Linked DNA regions of Sus scrofa: region 1 is linked to region 2. Evidence: chromatin contacts called from public Hi-C data. All regions are on one chromosome and are shown on one strand. Each heading gives the region's core, a stretch centred on a gene start, on an enhancer-like site or on the middle of the called end of the contact. The rest is flanking DNA. Distances are from core to core; before and after follow the strand shown. Region 1 holds the start of MAFB (transcription factor MafB). Region 2 has its middle 700 kb from the start of MAFB.

What was found. Hi-C and Micro-C count contacts between places; a contact is called where the count stands out from the background.
Region 1: a Hi-C map of retroperitoneal adipose tissue shows a contact between it and region 2, with 1.9 times the contacts expected there. The contact joins the promoter of MAFB here to the enhancer-like site in region 2. A contact is called at or near these places in 1 of 5 promoter capture datasets (fetal skeletal muscle), 10 of 47 Hi-C or Micro-C datasets (heart right ventricle, mesenteric adipose tissue, omental adipose tissue and 4 more) and 1 of 2 datasets of contacts at active chromatin or transcription factors (skeletal muscle).

Annotation. Positions count from the first base shown.
Region 1 is chr17:43,407,476-43,413,779 of Sscrofa11.1, forward strand. It overlaps MAFB (transcription factor MafB), which reads right to left and starts at 4,307. Exons shown (of 1, transcript XM_013985377.2): 1 at 915-4,307. The coding sequence starts at 3,884. The coding sequence ends at 2,913.
Region 2 is chr17:42,710,288-42,716,122 of Sscrofa11.1, forward strand. No RefSeq gene overlaps it. Among named protein-coding and RNA genes, the nearest start is that of MAFB, 700 kb to the right of the region's middle. Within about 2 kb of position 3,399, at least 3 of the 83 cell types and tissues checked have an H3K27ac peak or open chromatin away from gene starts, as enhancers often do. A contact at or near this core is called in retroperitoneal adipose tissue, where this site is marked.

The DNA of each region.
Region 1 (6,304 bases), core at 3,057-5,556, 700 kb after region 2:
TCCATCTTAGAAACTCCAGGCCGCAAACCCCAGGGCTGGAGGGCTGAGTCCCCTGAGACTGCAGATACTGGGTCTGAGGAGATCAGAACTCCTTGGAATCTGCCACTGTCAAAGGAGCATAGGATTCTTCTGGGGGGGGGGGATTCCTCCCCAGAAATGGAATTTCAAGAAGGCGGAGAGCAGTTTGGGGCAACCTAGGCAGCGACCTGGAGTCCTCTAAGAGTCTGGGAAAGGCAAGGTTCTGGGACCTCTTCCCAGTGGAGGAGCTCCAGGCTATAGTCAGAGCTTCTGCACCAGAACGATGCCCCAACCCCCTTCGACCGACCCCTGATTTGGGGAGTCATCAAAATCCTGGTCTGATTACGCAGTGCCCTTCTGTAGGGCTGAAGGCCTGAGTGGCAGAAAACAGGTCCGCAAGGATGGACTTCGCTTACACTCCAAGACCTCCTGCTGGATTCCACTTGCTTCCTGGGGTGGGGGATCGGCTAGGACTCCACTCAGAGAGGGCTTTCAAGGGCAACTCTGGTTGCCCCCAGCAGATCCCCCACGCAGGAGGACCAGATTGACAGGGCCAGGGCGCCTGACTGCCAGAAACACCCTGCTTCCCCATCAGGATGGCAGCAACTTCAGGCTTCCTAGGTTCGACCAACCTCAGAGCCAGCAGGCTAGCAGACCAGTCCTGATGCCCAAACCTGAAAGTTCTGCCCTTTCTCCGCTCACAAACCGGCTCCTGAACCGGTGTCTGTACCTAGGGCGAGAAGCAGAAAACACATTTGAGGCTCAAGTACACACACACACACTCAAACACGAAAGGGAGAGATTTGCCCAGACTTGGTCTGTTTCTCCATTGGTGGGAGTGGGGAGTGCAACTCTAGAAGAGGCTGGAGAAGAAAAGTCAGGCAAACGCCGAGTCCTCTAAATAAACACCATTTCCATGGTTTTAATAAGCAAAATAGGAAACCATTTTAATAACCAAAAAACAGAAACCAGTCTGAATAAAACTACAATAGACTAGGTTTTAATGTTTTCATATCATAAGCAGGGTTTGAAATTGATCCCTTATTTTACAGGAAATAAAAACAATTTCTGTTGCGGCAAATTTGATTTCAACACAGTTGAATCCGTAAAAACCAAAGCTCGTTTCTGATGCAGGACGAATATCCACAATATTTAAAACTGCAAGCACCATGCGGATCATACAATCTTGTTATTACTGTTAATTTATCAACTAATACAAACTCAAAAATGCATCCGGCCAGCAGCGCCAGCAAATTTCAAATGAGAACTAAAAAATACGCTTTCATTTTGGTATTTTTGTCAGTGCAACTTAAATCCTTTTACTGACCTGCAGGAAAAAAAAAAGTAATAATAAAGAAAAACACCCAGATCTTCCCTATAACTACTATACAACTGAAGGGGGGGGGGACACCACCAATAACTCGCCCGCTATCTCAAAAGCAGGGAAAGAAACGCACATAACATATTGGTCTAAAGAACGCACTTGAAAGTTGCAAAATTACTTGCCAAAGTTTGGGTTTCTCCATCTTTCTGACTGCAGCGGTTGGTTCAACACAAGTTCAGGTCACCGCTGGGCAGTCTGGGCTGGTGAAGACACTCACCCTAAGAATATTTCAGCCCCAGTAATTAGTGGAGGCCTGGAGGGTTTCATAGGGACCGTAGGGTGTTCCGGTTGCAATAAAAAGTAAACAAGATCTGTTTTCCTTTCCTTTCTTCATGGGGATGTCAATTTAGCCCTAAGACCAGGTGACACAAGGATGCTCCCTCCCGGACCTTCAGGGTTTGAAACTCTGCAGCTGCGAGACCCTGGTACTCGGGAGCTGGGACCTCTGTCCTCCTTCTCTCAACACAAAATTGAAAACTAAAACGGGAGAAAAAGAGCACTGAAAGGGGGCACTGAAAGGGGAGAAAACACAACTTCCAAGGGTGCCCCAAGACGAAGTTGTTTTTTCTGATGCAAATACCCAGAAGTTTTCTTTTTTACTTACAAAAAAAGGGGAGCATAATAATAAACCCAAACAAAGACAGCTTGCTGCCACGTTCTCTAAGCGGTTTGGCGGGGCGGGTATTTACAAGCCGACAGCCGAGAGACTGAAACCCGGCAAGCAGCCGCCGGAGTTTCCGAACTGCGATCCCTTCTCACTCAAAGAAACAAGGGGGTTATGATCCATGATCAACAACATGCTAAAGTTAAACAAGAAAATGGTACAAAATAGAAATTATTACCATACATGTCCAGCATGCAGGATTAATATTTTTAATGCAGATTTTCGTATTTTTTTCTATATAATCGAGCAGGCAATAAAACTGATGAGATTTGCGCGCAGAACGTCCTAACTGAGGCCCGCGTCTAGAGGCTGAGAGCCAGTGTTCTCCGGACCCTAGACAGACAGACTCCTCTGTCCTTCTTTCGCTCAGCCTCGCCTCGCGTCTGCAGGGACGCCAGGGTCCCTTCTCCTCTCCTCTCTTCGCTGCTCTCTTGCTGGGCTGGACCGGGCTCCGGACCGCGAGGCATTGGGCTAGCCTTAACGCGCAAAGTTCAGGAAGCCAGGAGTCTCCAGACGGCCTTGGCGACTCCTCGCGACTATGCCTTGCCGCCCTCCAGCCTGGAGAAAAGTTGCTCTGGGACTTCCCACCACCTCGCCTCTCTCTGGCTCTGCTCGAGTCTAGGAGGCGGCGCTGGCACGCGCCGCTCTCGCCTTGGCCAAGGTCCCCTGCCTGCCCGCGCGCCCTCCCGTCGCCTGCGTCCCGCGCGCCCTTCCTCCCTCTCCCTCAAGTCAAACAGGTCAAGGCTGGGGCTGTGGCAGGGACAGGGTCCGGGGGAGTCCAGGGCTGGGGACACGGGACGGGGAGTCCGGGCCAGGGCAAGGGCGGGGGCCGGGACCGGCCACGACTCACAGAAAGAACTCGGGAGAGGAGGGGCTGTCGCTGGTGGAGCCCGCCTCCCTGAAGCCGGAGTTGGCGAGTTTCTCACACTTGACCTTGTAGGCGTCTCTTTCGCGGGCCAGCCGGGACACCTCCTGCTTAAGCTGCTCCACCTGCTGAATGAGCTGTGTCTTCTCATTCTCCAGGTGGTGCTTCTGCTGGACGCGTTTATACCTGCACGACTGGGCGTAGCCCCGGTTCTTCAGGGTCCGCCGCTTCTGCTTCAGGCGGATCACCTCGTCCTTGGTGAAGCCCCGCAGGTGGCGGTTCAGCTCGCGCACGGACATGGACACGAGCTGGTCGTCAGAGAAGCGGTCCTCCACGCTGCCGCTACCGCCAGCCGCCGTCGCGGTGGCCGCCGCGTGCGGCCCAGGCCCGGGATGGCTGGTGGGCAGCTGCTGCGCGGGGCTGGCCGCGCTGGACGGCGGTGGCGATGCTTGGTGATGATGGTGATGGTGTGGATGCGCGTGCGGGCCCAGCTCGTCGTGGGCCACACCGGCGCCCGGGTAAGCGTGGTGCGGGTGTGGGTGGTGGTGGTGATGGTGGTGGTGCGCGCCTCGGAAGCCGTCGAAGCTCTGCAACGGCTGTGGCACTGGGTGCGAGCCGATGAGCGCCTCCACCGCGTCTTCGGGCGTCAGGTTGAGCGCCTCGGGGTTCATCTGCTGGTAGTTGCTCGCCATCCAGTACAGGTCCTCGAGGTGGGTCTTCTGTTCGGTGGGGCTGAAGCTGGGCGACGAGGGCACCGAGCTGCACGGCGTGCTGAGAGGTGTAGACGACACCGAGCCAGCTGGCTGCAGGCGCGTGCAGGGCCGGCCCGGGCGCTCCGCGCGCCCCAGCGGCTCCTTCTTTACGTCGAACTTGAGCAGGTCGAAGTCGTTGACGTACTCCATGGCCAGCGGGCTGGTGGGCAGCTCGGGCCCCATGCTCAGCTCCGCGGCCATCGCTCACGCGAGGCGCAGTCGCCGCTGCCGCCCGGGAAACTTTGCGACCGGCCGGGACGCGCCGAGCCGGGAGCGGGGGCGAAGAGCGGCGAGCCCGGGAGGCGGGGAGCCGAGGGCTCAGCGGGCCGGGGCCGCCGGCCAAGCCTTTGTCTGGGGACGCGGCGGCGCGCCGGAGAGTCCCGAGGCTGCCTGCGCCGCCCCAGAGCTCAGGGATGTGGCCGCGCCGGGGCCGGGACGGCCTGGGAGGGGTGGAGAAGCGAGCGGGACGCGGGGGCTGAACCGAGGGGAGGCGCCGGGCGAGCGCCCGCGGCTCGCTCTCTAGCTCTCTTGCTGTTGGTCTCTCTCGATCGCAGCCGCTCGCAGCCCGGCGGTGCAGCTGTGCGGGATCCGGCGCCGCCACTGCCTTTTATCGCCTCCCTGATGTCACTGGGGCGCGGGGGCCCGGGCGGCCCAGAGCGCTGGCCAATGGCTGCACGGGCCCCACGGCCCGGCGGCGCAGGGCGGGGCGCGCCTGACAGCTCCTCCGCCCCCAGTGTCAGCTGACTGGCGGCGCGAGCAGCCGAAGAGCCGCTGAGGCCTGGCGGAGGGCTGGAGCCAAGTGGGACCGCCGGCCCGGGCCCAGCCCCCACCCCCTCGGAGTCCTGGTCTCCGCCAGCTCTTCGGTGCCCCCCCCCCACCTTATCCACCCCTTCGCGCGCTCTCCTCCTTCTTTACCCTTGTGCCCCCTCCCCTCCCACCAGCCCATATCAACCCCCAGGAGGCTCAGAATGAGCGCCGGGATGGCACCTCTCTGGCCCATTGTTCCCTAGCGTCCCCCGCCCAGTGGGGGACGCTCCGTGTGCCGCTGGGTCTCGGGCCGGTGTATGCGGTGCAAGGCTGTGTTTCTACAGATCTGCTCGCGTTTGTGTGTTGCGGGGTGGGGTGGGGGGGCGAGGTCGGGGCTCCAAGAGTTGTGTTCAGATCCAACTCTTAACCTCCTCGGGCCAAGCAGGGTCTGCCCCCCTCCTGGAGGGTGCAGTGCCCGGGCCCGGATTTAGAACTCCGCTGGCCGCGCAGCTCCCTGCTCACCCCACCCACAAATGCACAAGATGAAGGGAGCTGGGAAGGAATCGGCCCAAAGGCTCAGAAGCCCTCTCCCAGGCAAATGCACGGAACCCTGAATTCGCCGAGGCTGGGGGCTGAGGCCAGCCCAGGACGGTGCTCCGGGTGGCTCTTGGCTGCTGCGAATCCGGCCCTGTTTTTGTTTGAACGTTTTGTAACGATTAAGCAGATCCCGGCGTCAGCCCAAGGTGGAGAGGCTCAAACAGGCATAAAGTGCGACCCCAAGTGGCCACTTCGCGCAAAGGCGCGCTGAACCGCGGGACCCGCAGCAGAAAGGCTCGGCCGACGCCTGAGACCCAACTGGGTCTCCCCAACACGCCCAATTCAACCTGGCCCAGAAAGTAGGCTGTGTGCGCACCGGAGCTCAGGACAGGTTCCTCTGGGGCCACGCACAGGTTCTCGGTTCGGTTCTCGGACTCAGTCGCGATTTCCGCGCTGATGTCCCCCATGGAACTCTGTGCCCCAGCTGGGGGTGGGGGCGGGGGTGGGGAGATGCCCGGCGGCAGCTCCTTGAGCTGGAAACTCCTAGGCAGAGTTAGGCCGAGGGCCGAAAGAGGAAATGCTCCAGCCAGGGGCCCCAGAGCTGTGCAATGAGAAACCTCCGCTAAGCGCAGACGGGGACCCCGGAGCGTACCGTACTAAAGGCATTGAGACAGGGCTCCCGCTCTGCGCGCTTTTCTATCTGGTCCAGGATGGCCCGAAATATGAGCTCCCAAAACCCCGGCCCGGGCAAAGAAACGGAGAAACCGCAAATTCGCTGGACGCGGAGACCCGACCCGCCTCCCGCGTCGCCTTCTGCTCTTCAGCTTTGGGCGCGCGCAGTGAAGGGCAGGAGAAGCGCGCACTGGGTGAGTGTGTCCAGGCTGCTGCCTCTGCAGGACCGGCACGATCGACGCCGCGTGTAAGTGTCAGGTGGGCACACCAATGCAGACGCAGCCAGATATTTTTTTAAGTGTTAGAAGGTAAAATATTTGCCTCCGATTAATGTGAAAACTATTCTCTTGCGCTCTCGGTGTGGCTGGAGAGAGTAGCGGTCGTGGGCCGCCTGTTTTTAATAAAATGAATATATTTTAATTAAAACTTGGACTGAAAGGTTTGGATCAACAACTGCATTGCTGGAAAAGCCCGTCTTCATCCCTCTGCGAGAAGCGTGCTCTCCGCAGAAACAATTAGGCTGTCTCCAGGGAAATTCTGGGCCGTGCCGCTGCCCCGCCCCTGCTCGAAGCTGGGCGCTGCGGACACTCATCCTCCCCGTCCCTGCCTCGTTCTCACGCAGCGAGAGAGCACTCGGATCGCGCGGCTAAGCAGGGAAACGTTTC
Region 2 (5,835 bases), core at 2,149-4,648:
GAAAGAAAAAGCTTGAGGGACTCAAGCATTGGGTAATCAAGAAAAAAGGAAAAAAAAAAAGAGAGAGAGAGAGATAATAAAGAAAGAAACAAACAAACAAACCACCCAGCAATAGAAGAAAAGAAGGAGTCTCAGGTCTCAGAAGCCAAGATTGTCCAAAAAAAGCAGGAAATCATCAAGTTAATTGAACTCTGTTGAGTGATCTCTCACTAACATGCAACTTTACTTTTAAAGTACATTATCTGTAACAGTCCACTAGAATGGTAAACTCCAAGAGAACAGAAGTTCTTGTCAGTTCGTTCACTGCTGTATCCCCAATCCTATAACTAAACTTGGATAGAGTGGCATTCAGTAAGCACTTGAAGGAATGAACAAATGAATGAGCAATGAGTGAAGGAAAAAGAGATTTAAAAGTGTCCTTTTTATTCAGTGATGTGGTAGTTTTTCATGATATTGAAAACAAAACTACTTGTTGGCGAGCCAAATTCAGCATGTTTGGAGAGATGAATAAAGTTTTTAAAACATGGAATTAGTGGCGTGACAACTTTTTGAGAAATGTTAAAAGAAGAAACACGGTGAAAGAGCTAAAGCGGGAGTTAAATCAAAGATTTTTGTCTCAAGAATGGAGAGAGTTGAGCAAGTGATACTCTAGAAGGGTCTACAGTCCAGACAGTACATGGTCATTGAAAAAGCAAAATTGAAAGATATCCAGGGCACACGTGAAGGAACTGCCTCTGGTAGAAATAGAGAGCCTCTTGGAATTGCTTTCATTCTGGTTTGATAGAATTACCAATGTTGTGTGCACACCAATGTGTAGACAATTGTATTATTTTTTTTTTACATGAGTGATACTGAGCTTTGCTTTGAGGTACCATGGAAGCAAAAACAGGGAGGAAAGCTCACAATTTTCTCCCCATCCTCCTTCTAGTAAGACGATTTTTAAATTTTTTTCATTTTAAAAGTTTTATTTAAGTATAGTTGATTTACAATGTTGTGACATTTTCTGCTGTACGACAAAGTGATTCAGTTTATACATACATACCCATGCTCTTTCAGATTCTTTTCCCACATAGATTACCATGGAATATTGACTAGGGTCCCCTGTGCTATAGGGCAGGTCCCCATTTTCTATTCCATTAATAGTCAAAAGATTTTTAATGGATACATTTTGCTCTTTGAGCTAAAAATAAATTGTAACAAGATTTCTGGAAAAAAAATATGTTCAAAATAAGGTGCTCTTCTTTGGGCTTGAGTTTATAGTGTTCTTAAGTCATTTGCTGAAAACCAGTAACCTCAGAGAGTCCTCGAGAGTGATTACATGCTCAAAGACGTCATTGTTCTAAATTCTCTAGAAGATGCTCCAAACATCGTTTCTTTCATGTCTGGGGATATAACTTTAAGGAAAACTACAGTACACGAAAAGCATGACTAACTAAAAAGAAGAAAACTTTTAAAGTGTTTATAGGAATAAAACATAGCAATAGTCTCTATTGCTTGAGATGTCTTCACTTCATGTTAAAACTGGCTACTCTCATCCCTCATCCTGATCCCAGGAATTTGAATTAGGAAACTGATATTATTTCAAACAGTCAAAAGCATTTGATCATGGATAAAATTGAACTGTAGTTAAATCTGAAGTCGATCATTGAAAATGCGTTTATTTTTCCTGTACCTACACGTACATACACACACACACACACACACACACACACACACACAGACCCCATTGCTTAAGCTTCACGAATACTATTGTTACTAAAATAATAAGAAACAAAGATTTAAGAGTGATGTATGTTAGTACTGATCCATATGTTCCATTCCATGTAAACCATGGAAAATTTCCCAGTTTCAGACCACAAACTCTTCTGGGTAATGGGAGCAGTGAAATTCTTCCATGTTTAGGTTCACTGTCTGGGCAAAAGCGGAACACGCTCAAAGGGATCATTTTATGTAAACGCTCTTTTTCCTGCTGTGGTCAATCTCCATTTCATAGCTCGTTTTAGGAGTGTCACTTTTGCAGTCCTCAGAGCAATGCACAGACAGGTAAACAGAGGAAGCTACTTATAACAGATTCAGCCTTAGTCTATCTTACAGAAGGACAGTGCTATGTCAGGCTCCCTTCCCTCCTGTGCGTCTAAGACCTCGAAATTGAAGGCTGATGGAGTATGATGCTAAGTGGAAGCCTGGTGAAAACCTTATTTAACCTCCCTGCCCTTGAGAAGCCAAAAGTCAGGGATCAGAAGAAAACATTTTTTTCTTGGTTGAACAAGTTAAGAAAGAAGACCAGAGAGAAAGCTTTTCCCAGGTGCGTACAGGTTTGCTAGGTACTTGTGCATGTGAACACAAGTGGGATGCAACTTAGAGGTGCATGGCAGTGTAACTGGAAAATGGCAGAACTCCCTACCTTGGAGTGTCTCCCCCTTCAATCTGCTCTGGGAGACACATAAATCCATGAACTCTCCTTACCAAAATGCAAGCTTCTTTTGAATGTCTTCAACACCAGTGTTTTCTAAGAGCCTGGCACTTAGTAGGTGCTCAGCAGGGGGCAGTGTGACACAGTGGTTCAGAGCCTGGGCAGTATAGCCTCCTCTTCCTCATCTGTAACATGGGGAGGATCAGTCTTTTCATAAGAGTCCTGTACAGATTAAATTAAATAATAGATGTTTAGCCTCGGTACTGAGTAAATAGTCAATAAATGGTAGTTTGCTATTTACATATCTTTAAATTATTATTACAAAATATCTTCCTCCAGCCTAGAACTCCCATCCAAACTCCAGATGAGGAGTCGGGGAAGGCAGGGAAGGCATATCTCTGTCTGCATATCTCTTGTCAGGGAGGTCAGGGAAGGCTTCCAACTCAAAATGTCCAAGATGTAACTCATGAAAACTCCAGCCTCCCAATCTGGTATTTGCCCAGCTCTTTGCTCCCCATCAAGAGAACAGCACCCAAGTTTCACAAACTATTTATCATCCTTGACACCTCCCTCTTCCTTGCTCCTGCCTGCCAAGCTAATTGGAGTCCTTTCATTTTACTACCTACCCTTCTCTTGGGACATCCCACCTCTAGGCATTGTTCCCATCACCTTCACAGTCCAAGCACCATGTTCCCTCCCTTCAGGGACTGCAATGAACCCCTAACTGTTTGCTTCTCACATTCTCCATTGCTCCTCTCCAATATGTTCTTCACTTCGGCAGAAAGACCATTCTTTCGGGAGCATGCCTATGGCCTCCTTGTCCCTTGCTTGAAACCCTCCATTGCTTCCCATGCTTTTAGAATGAAGACCAAATCCCTCAGACTCAGGGTTTCCATCCTCCTTTCCCCTCCTCCCTTCTCCGGGCTCCACTCACTCCAGCTTGTTTCAGTTCCTCAAAAGGCTTCACTTTCTCCCCAGCCCCCCGCCCACTGGTCACAGGACTCAATACCAGCTGGGCACCCTCTCCCCGTCATACCCGCCTTGGGTTGATTAATAATATCTACAATTCAGTTTTGTTGCTTTTTCAGGGAAAGCTCCCTGAACAGATCCATCTCCTTTTCATGTTGTATCTCTCATTTATAAGTATTTATCACTGTTATGATAGAATGTATGTATCTGTGGTTATTTGATTCAGTTTCCCTTTAAGATATAAGCCCCACAGGGGTCAGGGATGAGAAGTGGTGAGACTCAGTTTTTTGCAATTTTGGATCCATATTCTCTACCATAATGATAGATGGTGTGTGTGTGTGTGTGTGTGTGTGCACATGTGTGTCAATATAATAGCTGTCTATTACACCCCAAGACTCAAGACTCACCCCAGGTTTTTATCCACTGACTTCCCTCTATCTTTTCTCCAGCTCTTTGAATCCAGTGAAATCAGGAATTTCATTATGTTTTAATGATAAAGCCAAATTAAAATGGGGGCGAACTCTGACTTTACTTTGGAGATTTTGTTTTGTTGTTGTTCAGAGAAAGCTGTTAGCACATATTACACAAGTCCAGACTTCTCTTTGTTTCTATATGAACTCAGGCTCCAACATTCACTAACTCCCTAAAGATAACAGTACCCTAGAGTGAAAAATCAGAGAGAGGTGATATCAACCACTGAGAGAAACTGGGGGAGCCAAAAGCTGACTCTCTTTCTGTGACTAGAGTAAGCAACTGGTTTTGAGATCTCCAATAAGCAAATATCAGGTGCTATGTCCCACTAAGATCCAAACCAGACAGTGACTTACATGCTAAACCAGTGCTACAGATGGTGGAGAAGTGGAGAAAAGCTAATGATTTAAAGGGCTTTGATTCAAGGAAGTGTTAAGAATTTAACTAGGCATAAACCCAGTTGTGTGGGTGGCAGGTTGAAAGTTGTTTCTGGAAAATTTCACAAACCTTGGGTATGAATTCTTAACGAAGAATAATGCTTCTCAAACTTAATGTGCACATCTGGGGATTTTTACTCACTTTCTGATTCACTGGGCCTTGTGTAGTTCTTGTGGGTTCCCAGGTGATGCAATGTCTCTTGTCTGAGGACTATAGTTTGACCAGCCAGTATGTAGAGCACTTTTACCCATCTTGGAGCAGCTACTTAAGTGACCAATACAGGCCAGAAGATTCCAGTGCTCATGTAAACCATAACTCAGGCTGACAAATTTGCTGTCATCTCTTCTAATGGCTCTGCCACTGGGGACCCATGTCTACCCTGATGCTTTGAAAAATACAAGTTATTCTTTTTTTTTCTCCTTTTTGCTTTTTAGGGCCACACCTATGGCATTGGAGGTTCCCAGGCTAGAGGTACAATTGGAGCTACAGCTGCCAGCCTACACCACAGCCACAGCAACATCAGATCTGAGCCATGTCTGTGTCTGCACCACAGCTCACAGCAACACCAGATCCTCAATCCACTGAGAAAGGCCAGATATCGAACCTGCAACCTCATGGTTCCTAGTCAGATTAGTTTCCACTGTGCCATGATGAGAACTCCACAAGTTATTCTTAATTATTAAAAATAAACCAAACTGGGTAACCATCAGCCTGAAATGTACCCAGGTTAGGAAACTGTTTCTTGATAGATCCTGGTGTCTAGGACCTTGGATTGTGCCTATAGTCAAGATAGTGCTCAGCATCTTTGATACCTGCTGAAAGATTGAGACAAGTGGATAGATGGGGATGGAGGAAGACTAGAAGCTACCTACCAAAATGAGATATCTAGAACAAATACTGAGTGAGAACTCTGCTCTCTCCACATGTCTATTTCATTTAAGTATTATTTCAGATTTCTAAGAGAGGGACTTTTTTTCTTTTCCTTTATTTTAATTAATTAATTAATTTTTTATGTCTGTACCTGTAGCATATGGAAGTTCTGGGGCCAGGTGACCAATTGGAGCTGAAGCTGAGGCCTATAGCACAGCCACAGCAACACGGAATCTGAGTGGCATCTGCAACCTAACTACCTTGCAGCTTGCAGCAAAGCTGGATCCTTAACCCACTGAGTAAGACCCAGGTATCAAATCCATATTCTCATGAACACCATGTCAGGCTCTTCAGTGGCTAAGCCACAACAGGAACTCCAAGAAATTGACTTTTATTTGTATTTCTGCTTTATAGATGTGGAAACTGAATCTGTGGAGATTAAAGAACTTTTAGCTGCTTTCTGAGGGGCCCCAGATTCTTACCCTTAAAGACCTATTTTAGATCTGCTGTTCTTAACCTGACTGCACATTAGAATCTCCTGAGGAGCTTTCAGAAAACATCACACATCACCTCCCCCCACTTTTTTAAATAGCTTCTACCCTATGCATATGGAAGTTCCCAGGCCAGGGGTTGAATATGAGCTGAAGTTGTGACCTACACCACAGCTGCAGTAA